2 separate regions of the Mus musculus genome follow, and region 1 is linked to region 2. The links are chromatin contacts, called in public capture Hi-C maps. All regions are on one chromosome and are shown on one strand. The core of a region is the stretch at or near the end of the contact, and the rest is flanking DNA. Distances in the headings are between cores, read along the strand shown.

The links. Capture Hi-C pulls out chosen DNA fragments and counts their contacts.
Region 1: a contact with region 2 is called in a capture Hi-C map of embryonic stem cells, with 2.4 times the contacts expected there. The contact joins two enhancer-like sites. A contact is called at or near these places in 1 of 115 datasets of contacts at active chromatin or transcription factors (embryonic stem cells) and 1 of 9 other capture datasets (embryonic stem cells).

The regions. Positions count from the first base shown.
Region 1 is chr1:75,886,281-75,891,002 of GRCm38.p6, reverse strand. No RefSeq gene overlaps it. Among named protein-coding and RNA genes, the nearest start is that of Gm32622, 48 kb to the left of the region's middle. RefSeq lists an enhancer at 4,516-4,722. Within about 2 kb of position 2,447, at least 11 of the 459 cell types and tissues checked have an H3K27ac peak or open chromatin away from gene starts, as enhancers often do. A contact at or near this core is called in embryonic stem cells, where this site is marked.
Region 2 is chr1:75,702,879-75,707,439 of GRCm38.p6, reverse strand. No RefSeq gene overlaps it. Among named protein-coding and RNA genes, the nearest start is that of Slc4a3, 160 kb to the right of the region's middle. Within about 2 kb of position 2,454, at least 64 of the 459 cell types and tissues checked have an H3K27ac peak or open chromatin away from gene starts, as enhancers often do. A contact at or near this core is called in embryonic stem cells, where this site is marked.

The DNA of each region.
Region 1 (4,722 bases), core at 1,198-3,697, 180 kb before region 2:
CAGCATCCCATGTCAGTAGTCATTCCGCCAGCCAATTATCATTAAGCATGTGATTACAGCCACCGGATAATTAAGCTGGAATTGCAATCCAATGCAATCGCACTGGTAAAATATTCCTGAGCAGGGAGCTCAACCCAGAACTAGTTAACGGCTATGCTAATGTCTCGGCACATGTGACTAATAATGGGATGACTTATAACTGTGTTTGGATCACATTACATTGCTTCAAGTGTATCATAATATTTTATAGCTTAATGGAGAATCTGGCTTATAGCAATACAGGAAAAATAAATCTCAGCCAATCGTCATCTGTTTTTTTATGTAAAGAAAATCTACATTTAGCAGCTGACAAGGCTTCTGCCATCAATAACAATTACTCTGAAACCTTTCTGACACAATAGGTAGATATTTAACATCAATAACATAAAACACACCCTCACTAATGGAGATATATTAAGGTATTGATTAGTTATGCAAGAAAGTTTATGCTTATTCCATTCCCGCTCATAATTATGAGCACACTATTGACTACTCCTTGAACTACATCTTTTAGTCCATTTACCTTTTGCTACCCCAGAGTACACTTGGCTGGCAGATAATCAGAGCAAAGAGGAATTTTTAGAAAATGTGAACCATATGTGCTAGCAGAGTTGCCAGCACTTTCTGAATGCCTACTAGGTGCACATCAAGAGTTGGGGGCGGGGGAGGGGGGAAGCGGGTACCCAAAACACACAGACCCTTTGCTGAAGATGCTTGGAGTCCAGTAGGGAGCCAGCCAGGACTACAGAACATAAAACAGGGAAAGAAGGGTGGGAGATGGTCTGAGAAACAGTGAAGGCAGTCTTGTGGGGAATTGGACAAACTCTTAATGATTGTACCAGAAGGTGGGGAGGGGGAAGCTGTGGGGCTGGAAGGAAGCTCTGGAGCTGGAACACAGCCTCCAAGCTTGGAAGCCCTCAGAGTTTGTCTTAGGTGAATAGGACAGCCAATCCCTAGAAGTCTATGGGGGGAAGGGATGGTAAAGGAAGCCCTGTGAAAGCAAGACTCAGAGGCGTGAACAAAGACAGTGGGAGCCCTAAGGAATGACAAGACCATTTTCTCTACTTTTGTATGTTTGAAACTTTCCAAAATAGTGAAAAGAGTAAGCAGAGGCTCTGTACAGGAAACATGAAAGGAGAAAATGGGCCTTTGTTTCAGAAGCTCTAGGAATAGAGAACCAACATTTCAAGATTCATTCCCATAATTTGTCCCCTTGATTTTCATAAGGACCTGCCAGGTCTGGTATTTTGACTAGTAAATAGGATTTGTGCTCTTCTTGCAGCCCCCTGCTCAGTCCAGGTTCTAACAGGGACCTCCTCTAAAAAAAGGCGCGGGGGGGGGGGGGGTGGATATCCTAGCGTTTTTTAGAAGAAGAAAGTGTTTAAGACTAAGGGTGGAAAGAAACAGGCTTCCGGAATTCTGAAGAAACTCCAGGAAAGCAACAAAATAACAGAAGCATCGCGAGTTTATAGGGGGAGCTAACTAGCAGCAGCTTCGCTGAGCTTGGTGTTTCTACCACTGTGGATGTTAAATCTCTCAGCATCACACACTCCTACCCGCCTCTCTCTGTGTGTGTCTCTCTCTGTCTCTGTGTCTCTGTGTGTCCCTCCCTCCCTCCCTCCCTCCTCCCTCTTCTCCCTCTTCTCTCTCTCTCTCTCTCTCTCTCTCTCTCTCTCTCTCTCTCTCTCTCCCCCCCCCTCCTAGAGGGTTTCTTACCCCCATTTGCTTCCAGAATGCGCCATGAGTACCTTTGGGTCAGTATTCTCTAAGGGGGTTTCAGGATTAGCCAGGGAGCCAGAATCAGTACTTCTGATCCCCAGACATCCTTGGTAGCACTCGCCCTGAACTCAATAACTCATCATAACTCTCTTGGCAGCCGGAAAACAAATGTTAAAGGTGCCTTTCGGCTCCCCTAGGCCTTCCCTGGACTGAAGCTCATTTGCAATGCAAAGCAGCAAGAAAGAGACCGTTCTTTAAGCACTAAAGATGTGTGCCAATTTCCCCAGACAATAGGAAATGGCAACTGATGGTTTGCTTTTTTTAAGATGATTCCCATGAACAGTACAGAAGTAAAAGGTATGGGTAAAGAAGCCCCCTCTAAAAACATGATCTCCTTTCTCCTGCGCAAGCTGCTGAGAATGCCAACACCCTCGGGCTACAGGAGAAACTAGAAGAATTTCTTTTGCTCTAAATTAAAAGACAATGGAGCTACACCTCAAGGTGATTTCTGCCTTGAAACTCTTCCCCAAACACGGTGTTTCACAATTACAATGAGATTAACAAAAGAAGGATTTTTCTTTAAGCCAGGTTTAAACTGGGAGTTTAAAGGAAACACAGACACCCTGCTGGTCAGTTTGGCCAGGAGGTTGCTGCAAAAAACAAATAAGGAAACACGCATTAGAACTGTCTAGGATTTTCAACGGGAAGTTTACTTGTAGCAGCAGTGTGAAACCTTATTTCCTGCCCTGATGCTCAGGGGGATTCTCTGCCTCACTACAAGAGTCCCAAAAGTTCTTCTGGCACAGACAGGGTTGAGCCCCACCTCGCCCACCGCACCCCTCACCACACCCCAGAGTTCATGGAAACACTCTCAAACTGCTTCTACCTTGAAGTGTTGTGACTTGGGGGAAACACTAATGTACCTTGGCCCTGTGGGCCCCCCATGCTCTCCAATAACAAATCACCAATCCTTCTAATGCCTATCTAAGGCTGTGGGACTTCTATCTTCTTCAGTTGGCTGATGGGCAACCAAGAGCTGGGTGAGTCCCATTCCAATTCTCAGTTCCTACCACAGATCTTGGGTACTAAGAGGCAGTTGATGTATGCTGATTAAATCAATGCTGGGAGTATGACACCCCATAGGTTTCTCGCTTCTCCAAGGTCCCAACCACTTGGTAACAGAATCAACCTGTCTGCATGCTCTTAGCTCCATGTTTTTCTTCTCGAAGACTGGAAATGTATAAAAATGACTGGCTTCCTTTTGTTAAATAGCTATTATGTGCCCTGTCCCTCCCCTGGTATTTATGCATATACTGTTAATTTAGTGTTAGTTATTGTTGAGTTCAGGGTGTAAGCTGAGAAAACTCACTTCAGATACAGAAGCTTTAAAATGAAAACTTTATTTTCTGAGCACTCAAGGTGAAGGCCTATTCAGGGATCAGAACCTCATCCCCAAAGGGAGATTGTACAACATTTTAAAAGGATGGGAACACAAAGCAAAGGGAGTCTGGGAGGAGCTGCAATGTTGTCCAATTGTATTTTGACATTCCAGGTTAAGCAAGGAAGTACCCACTGGAGAGTGACCCATATCCAGGATGACCGGTTTCAAGGCCCTTGGTTCATTCTCCTAGATGTTAGGTCTGGAGCTCAGAGCAATACGAGTGATTCAGCTGCATGTAGTTAATTAGGGCATAACAGGCTACTGGTTATATATTTTTACAACTTATGCACCTTGTTTAGATAACAGCAATGTCTATATTCTTTACAGGTTAACACAAAATTAAGAAAACATTTGGAGAAATGGGATAGGTGTTGATTCCTACACCTGGGAACATGAACTTGTTGACCCTGCCAGCAAGACAGAGAAATTGTCCTTGAGATGGCTGGAGTCAGACATCTGTCTCCTTACAAGGTGTCCCTGAGATATCTGGACTCAGACAACTGTTTGCAATAGAAGCTGTTCAGCTATAGGGAAGTGCCCAGTTCTCCTAGGGCCTGGGACCTTCAACTTAGTTTCTTTCTATAATTAAATGGAATCTGGAAATGAAATGGTAATATTTAGAATAAGTTCCTTTTATTTGTTTCCAACAGTTATGTGTCTAGTTTATAAATACCGAGCCAATTCCTTGTTGTCCAAAGTCAAAGGACAAGCAAATGGGGGACAAAGCTGGGAGACAGATGTAAGCCTACCCGGAAGGCCCGCCTCCTCCTCCTTGCCCAACGATTGGCTTCTTGTCCTCTTTATTATCCAATCAATTAATTAGGGGGAAATTCTGCTACAGGACCCACATCTCCTGCCCTCCATTCTAGAATTGAAAGGTCCTGCACACAGCGGACTGTTCCTTCCCAGACCTGGGATTAGACACAAACCACACCCAAACACCCATTTCCACAGAGAGACCCTTTATTAAGTGTGTGTGTGGGGGGGGGAGAAGTAAAGTGACTGATCTCTGACTCAGGCAGAAAGCAGCAGCAAATGACCTTGCAGGTGTGATTTTTAAGACAAAAAAAAAATGGAGAGGTGTGTGTCAGAATGGGCTAGGATGCAATGGGTGTGTGTCAGAATGGGCTAGGATGCAGTGAGCGTGTGTCAGAATGGGCTAGGTTGCAGTGGGTATGTGTCACAATGGGCTAGGATGCAGTGGGTGTGTGTCAGAATGGGCTAGGATGCAGTGGTGTTTTGATTGGGCATGTTAATTAGGGTAGCCAAAACAGGGCTTTTTGATTTCTGTACTTGAATGAATACTTTGTTAACTCTGAACCTTGGTGATCAGCCTTAGGAATGAGTCTGGCATGAGAAAATGTCCAAATAAGGGAATAGACCTTAGTGTCTAGTTTTAGGGATGTTAGGCTATGGTTTACAAAGGAGAGGAAAGGGAGAATAGCAAGGCCTGCCAGTGCCATGTTTGCCATGCCTGGGTCTGCTAGAGCCCTTCAAAAATCACCTGCTCCTAAGCATCAAAC
Region 2 (4,561 bases), core at 1,205-3,704:
AAGGAAGGAAGGAAGAAGGAAAGGAAGGAAGAGAGAGAGAGAGAGAGAGAGAGAAAAGGAAAGGAAAGGAAAGGAAAGGAAAGGAAAGGAAAGGAAAGGAAAGGAAAGGAAAGGAAAGGAAAGGAAAGGAAAGGAAAAAAGAAAATAACTTTTCCTTTTTGTCCTCCGAGAGTTACTATATATTTAATACGTATTTGTATGGGCACATGTGTAGAATGCCCACAGGAGCCAGAGGCTTCAGGTCTCTTATGGAACCAGAGGTACAGGTGGTTGTGAACCTCCTGATATTGGTTCTGGGAACCAAACTCTGGTCCTCAGGAAGAACAGTCTATGTTCTCAACACCTGAGCCATCTCTCCCGCCCCTGTTTTTTCTTACTTAATAAACTGTTTCTCATTCAATAACTGTGTCTCTCTGTTGCAATCTTTTCTCCTGGAACACAAGAGCCTGGGATGGCATACTCTCTGAACTCAGACCCGCAACCAGACATTTAAGCATGTTTTCTTCTTTCCTTCTCCTTTCTTTTATCTCTTTTCGGATACTGGAAGAAAAATCTTAAGTATCCTTTCCCAGGCACTTGGGGCTTCGTCACTTCTGGACCACAACACCTGACTTAAAAGGCATGCCTTTTTATTCATCTCTCCTCCTCCTGGCAGCTGGAAAGGACTTTCAGCCTGGCTTTCCTTTATCTCTCAAACTTTGATACAATTGTCCTTGAGCTTCAAAAAAAGAAAAGACGGGAAGAAAGGGGAGAGAGGAAAGGACATAGCCATCTGATTCCAGTTGTTTCCCAGATGCACTTGACCCAAGAATCTCTTCCTTCCCCTTATAACACAGCCCAAAACCTGTAACCTGGTGCCCTTAGTATATGTCTAATTACAGTTAGATTTGTGCATATGTGTGTATGTGTACATGACATGTACATGTGTGAAGGGTCTCTCCATCAATCGCTCTGCCCCTCCTTTTTAACGCAGGGCCTCTCACTAAACCTGAAGCTCCTGCTTCTGCAAGGCTGGCTGGCCAGCTGGCCCTAAGGATCATCCATCCTGTCTCCACCCAACCCCGCGGCACATACCCGAGTTCTGAGATTCCATGCTCGTACCACCATGACGGATTTCTTAAGCAGATGCTAGGGATCAAGCTCGGGTGTTAACACTCATATAGCAGGTGCCTTACTGACTAGCCTGAGTCCTCAGCCTGAGTTAGATTTTTAATATCAGCATCCTGCTTCCCCAGATGGACTCCCTGCATTCTGTGAACACGGTACTTTATGAACACTTGTGTCTAAATCAGAAGGCCCTGCAGGCTGCAGTGCAAAACTTCCCACATAGACCCATGTCCGCTACCTACTTCTCCTCATTCCCTGAAAGCTCCATGGACATGGGGGAGAATTCAGCCATTAAAGGAGCTTGCTGCCACTCCTGATAGCCTAATTTTAATACCTAGGACTTGTATGGTGGAAAGGGGGAATTGGCACTTACAGGTTGTCCTCTCACCTTGGGACCTGTGTCTTGACAACACACACACACACACACACACACACACACACACACACACACACACACACAGGAACACACAGTAAATAAACACAGAGATATTAGACGACCATTTAGTCGGTATACTGCTTGCTCTACAAGCATGCAGACCTGAGTTAATCCTTTGAACTCACATAAAATGCCAGGTATGAAGCCCTCTTATAAATCCAGAACTGGGGAAGTGGAGACAGAGAGGTATTTCTCTGGGTGAGGCTCTGTGGCAAGCCAGCTTATGGAGAGTTCCAAGCCAGTAGGAGATTCTGTCTAAAATAAAATATAATAGTAATACTCAAGACGGAACTTTAGTACCCGGGGAATGACAGCTGAGGCTGACTCCCACCCACATAAACACACGTACACACATCTCCAAAGATAAACAAGAACCATGGCTCTCCATGGCCCCTGCTGGACCACAGAGACGCCACGCCCTTTTTCTGGGTGCCACTCAAGCCTCCCCTTTGAATGCATTCTTTCTGAGATCTGTAGCAGACTTTCAAAACCGCCTCCATAGTGATGAGTCATTGCTGTTTGTGGAAGAAACCTGAGTTTTGGAAACAATAAAAGCCTTTGGGGACCAGGTGATAAATCCGTGAAATACTGTTCAGCGACACATCGTGCTTCGGCCAGGAGCGTCATCATCTGGCTCCCAGATCTCTGGAATGAGAATAATCGTTCTGAAAGAGATCTCTAGTGCGTTCCGGAATCTCCGCACGCCATATGCTGAGCTTTCTGTGGCTCCCCTGAATGGCAAACAAGCCTGCGCACTTGCTTGTTTTGTTCTTTGACTCGCCCTACCCTCTTCAGAACAGACATGTGGAATCCAGAGTTTCTTGCTCAGTGAGCTCTCCTGGGACCATTCACGACTCCGTTCCCAGTTATTGTTCTGCATTTGGAATGTTATCCCCAGATTGCACATCCATGTCTTTAATTGAGCGGAAGCCACTCTAAGGCCTCCCTTTCTTCCCGGCTCCCCTTCTCCCCAGCACAAGCTCTCAGCCTCTCTGGCTTTGATCCCAGGGCAGCGATTGTTTTGTTTTGTTAATGCTATTCCTGTTATTCAGTAGTCAGCCCGCATTCTTTCTTTCCTTCAAATAACATTTAATTGCTTTAACACAACTCCTTCAAGGGGCCAGAGGAGCTCTCTTTGAAGATCCAAATTACCCTCAAAGCTGGTCTCTCAATGCGGCTGAAATTTGTCCTGACTTTTAATAACCAGAACAGGAAACAAAAGAAAGAAGTTTTCTAACACCTTTCCTGAGAGCGCCGTTAACTGTGGCTGTGTAACCTGGAAGCTTAGCCTGGAAAGTAATGTGGAGGTCATGGATTCTAGTGGGTCTGAAAACATATTTCCTATGAAGGCTTTCAGAATCCCAGAATGTGGGCTGGAGGTGTAGTTGGATAACACCTAACACAGCAAAAGAAGAGGAATAGGAGGAAGAGGAAAAGATGATAGTGATGATGATAGTGATGATGACAATGATGACGACAAAGACAACAATGATGACCTTAGCATATGAAACAAATAAAAATAATCTGTGATGCTCAAGCAATTTAAGTCTTCAAATAGACGTTAAGGTCCATCTGTTACCTAAGATCTCTGTACTTGAATGTTGACCCTAGATTTAAAACTCAGACTGGGGACTAAGGAGAAAGCTCCACTGGTAAAACATTTGCCACAGGAGCATGAGGGCCTAAAGCCCAAATCCCTAGAACTCACTTAAAGCCAGGCACAGCAGTGAGCATGTGAACTCCCAGTGTCCCTACCACAAGATAGAAGGCCAAGAATGGAGAATCCCAGAAGCTTACAGGACAGATAACCCAGTTACATGATGGTGAACTGAAAGATGTCCTGCCTAGAAACAAGACAGAAGGTGAGGACTCAGGCCCTGACCTCCACAAAGGTACATCGGCACACAAGCTCTCTGTCTCTCTCTGTCTCTCTCCCTTTCTCTCCCTGTCTCTCTCTGTCCCTCTGTCTCTCTGTCTATCTCTGTCTCCATCTCTCTCCCTCTCTCATTTTAAAACACTCAGTTACTTTACAGGGAAGTCAAGGCCAGAGGGACTCAGAGAACACCTTACGAAGCTAGGGGGGCCTTCACCTCCCGACATCTGCTGCTTCCCACAGCCTTCAGCCTGGCTATGTGTCTGAAGCACTGAGCCAAGCACACACACACACACTGTCTCAGGCTTCTGTACAATCACTACACATTAATAAAAAAATTAATGTTTAAGAAACCTATAATTGTTAACTACCCTGATTTGATCCTTGCATAGCCTATACATGTATCAAATGCTAGATTAACGCAACCTAACTCAGAGAAATCAGACTTAGATCTAAATCAAAACCTCGGCTCCCAAATCAGTCTGTCTTCTTACACACATGCCCACAAGACAAGCACCACTGTGTGCCCTATACTCCACCTTAATATGCAGGGACTGCATGTAGCCCAGGCTGGCCACAACACTCTACGTGGCTGAGGATGACACGAACTCTTGCTCTTTCCTGCCTCTACCTCTCAAGTGTTGTGATAACAGGTATGGAACATCATGCCCAGTTTAAGCAGTGCTAAGGATGGAGCCCAGGGCCTCGTGCATATATTAGGTAAGTGTGCTACCAGCTAAGGTACATCCTTAGCTCAATAGGCCTTTTCTTCCTTTTATTAGTCTTTTTAACATAGAGTCTCAACTATATAGCCCAGACTGGCCTGGAACCCATGATCACCCTGCCTCAACCTCTCACCTGCTAGGATTATAGACATGTGCCACCATACTTGGCTCAATAAACCGTCTTAATGCATAATAAATAAATAAATAAATAAATAAATAAATAAATAAAGTGGTTACCAGAGCAACCTCTTTTCTGTTCACTCCAGAAAAACCACAAAGGGCATTAGAAAATGAAAAACTCGATAATTCTAGTAGTTAATAAAAACCCTATTGATACCCTTGATGTTTATTCTAATGCCCTCATTGACCACTGCACCATCACTGGGAGATGAAAGGCGAGCAGCAGCGCTGCACCCACGG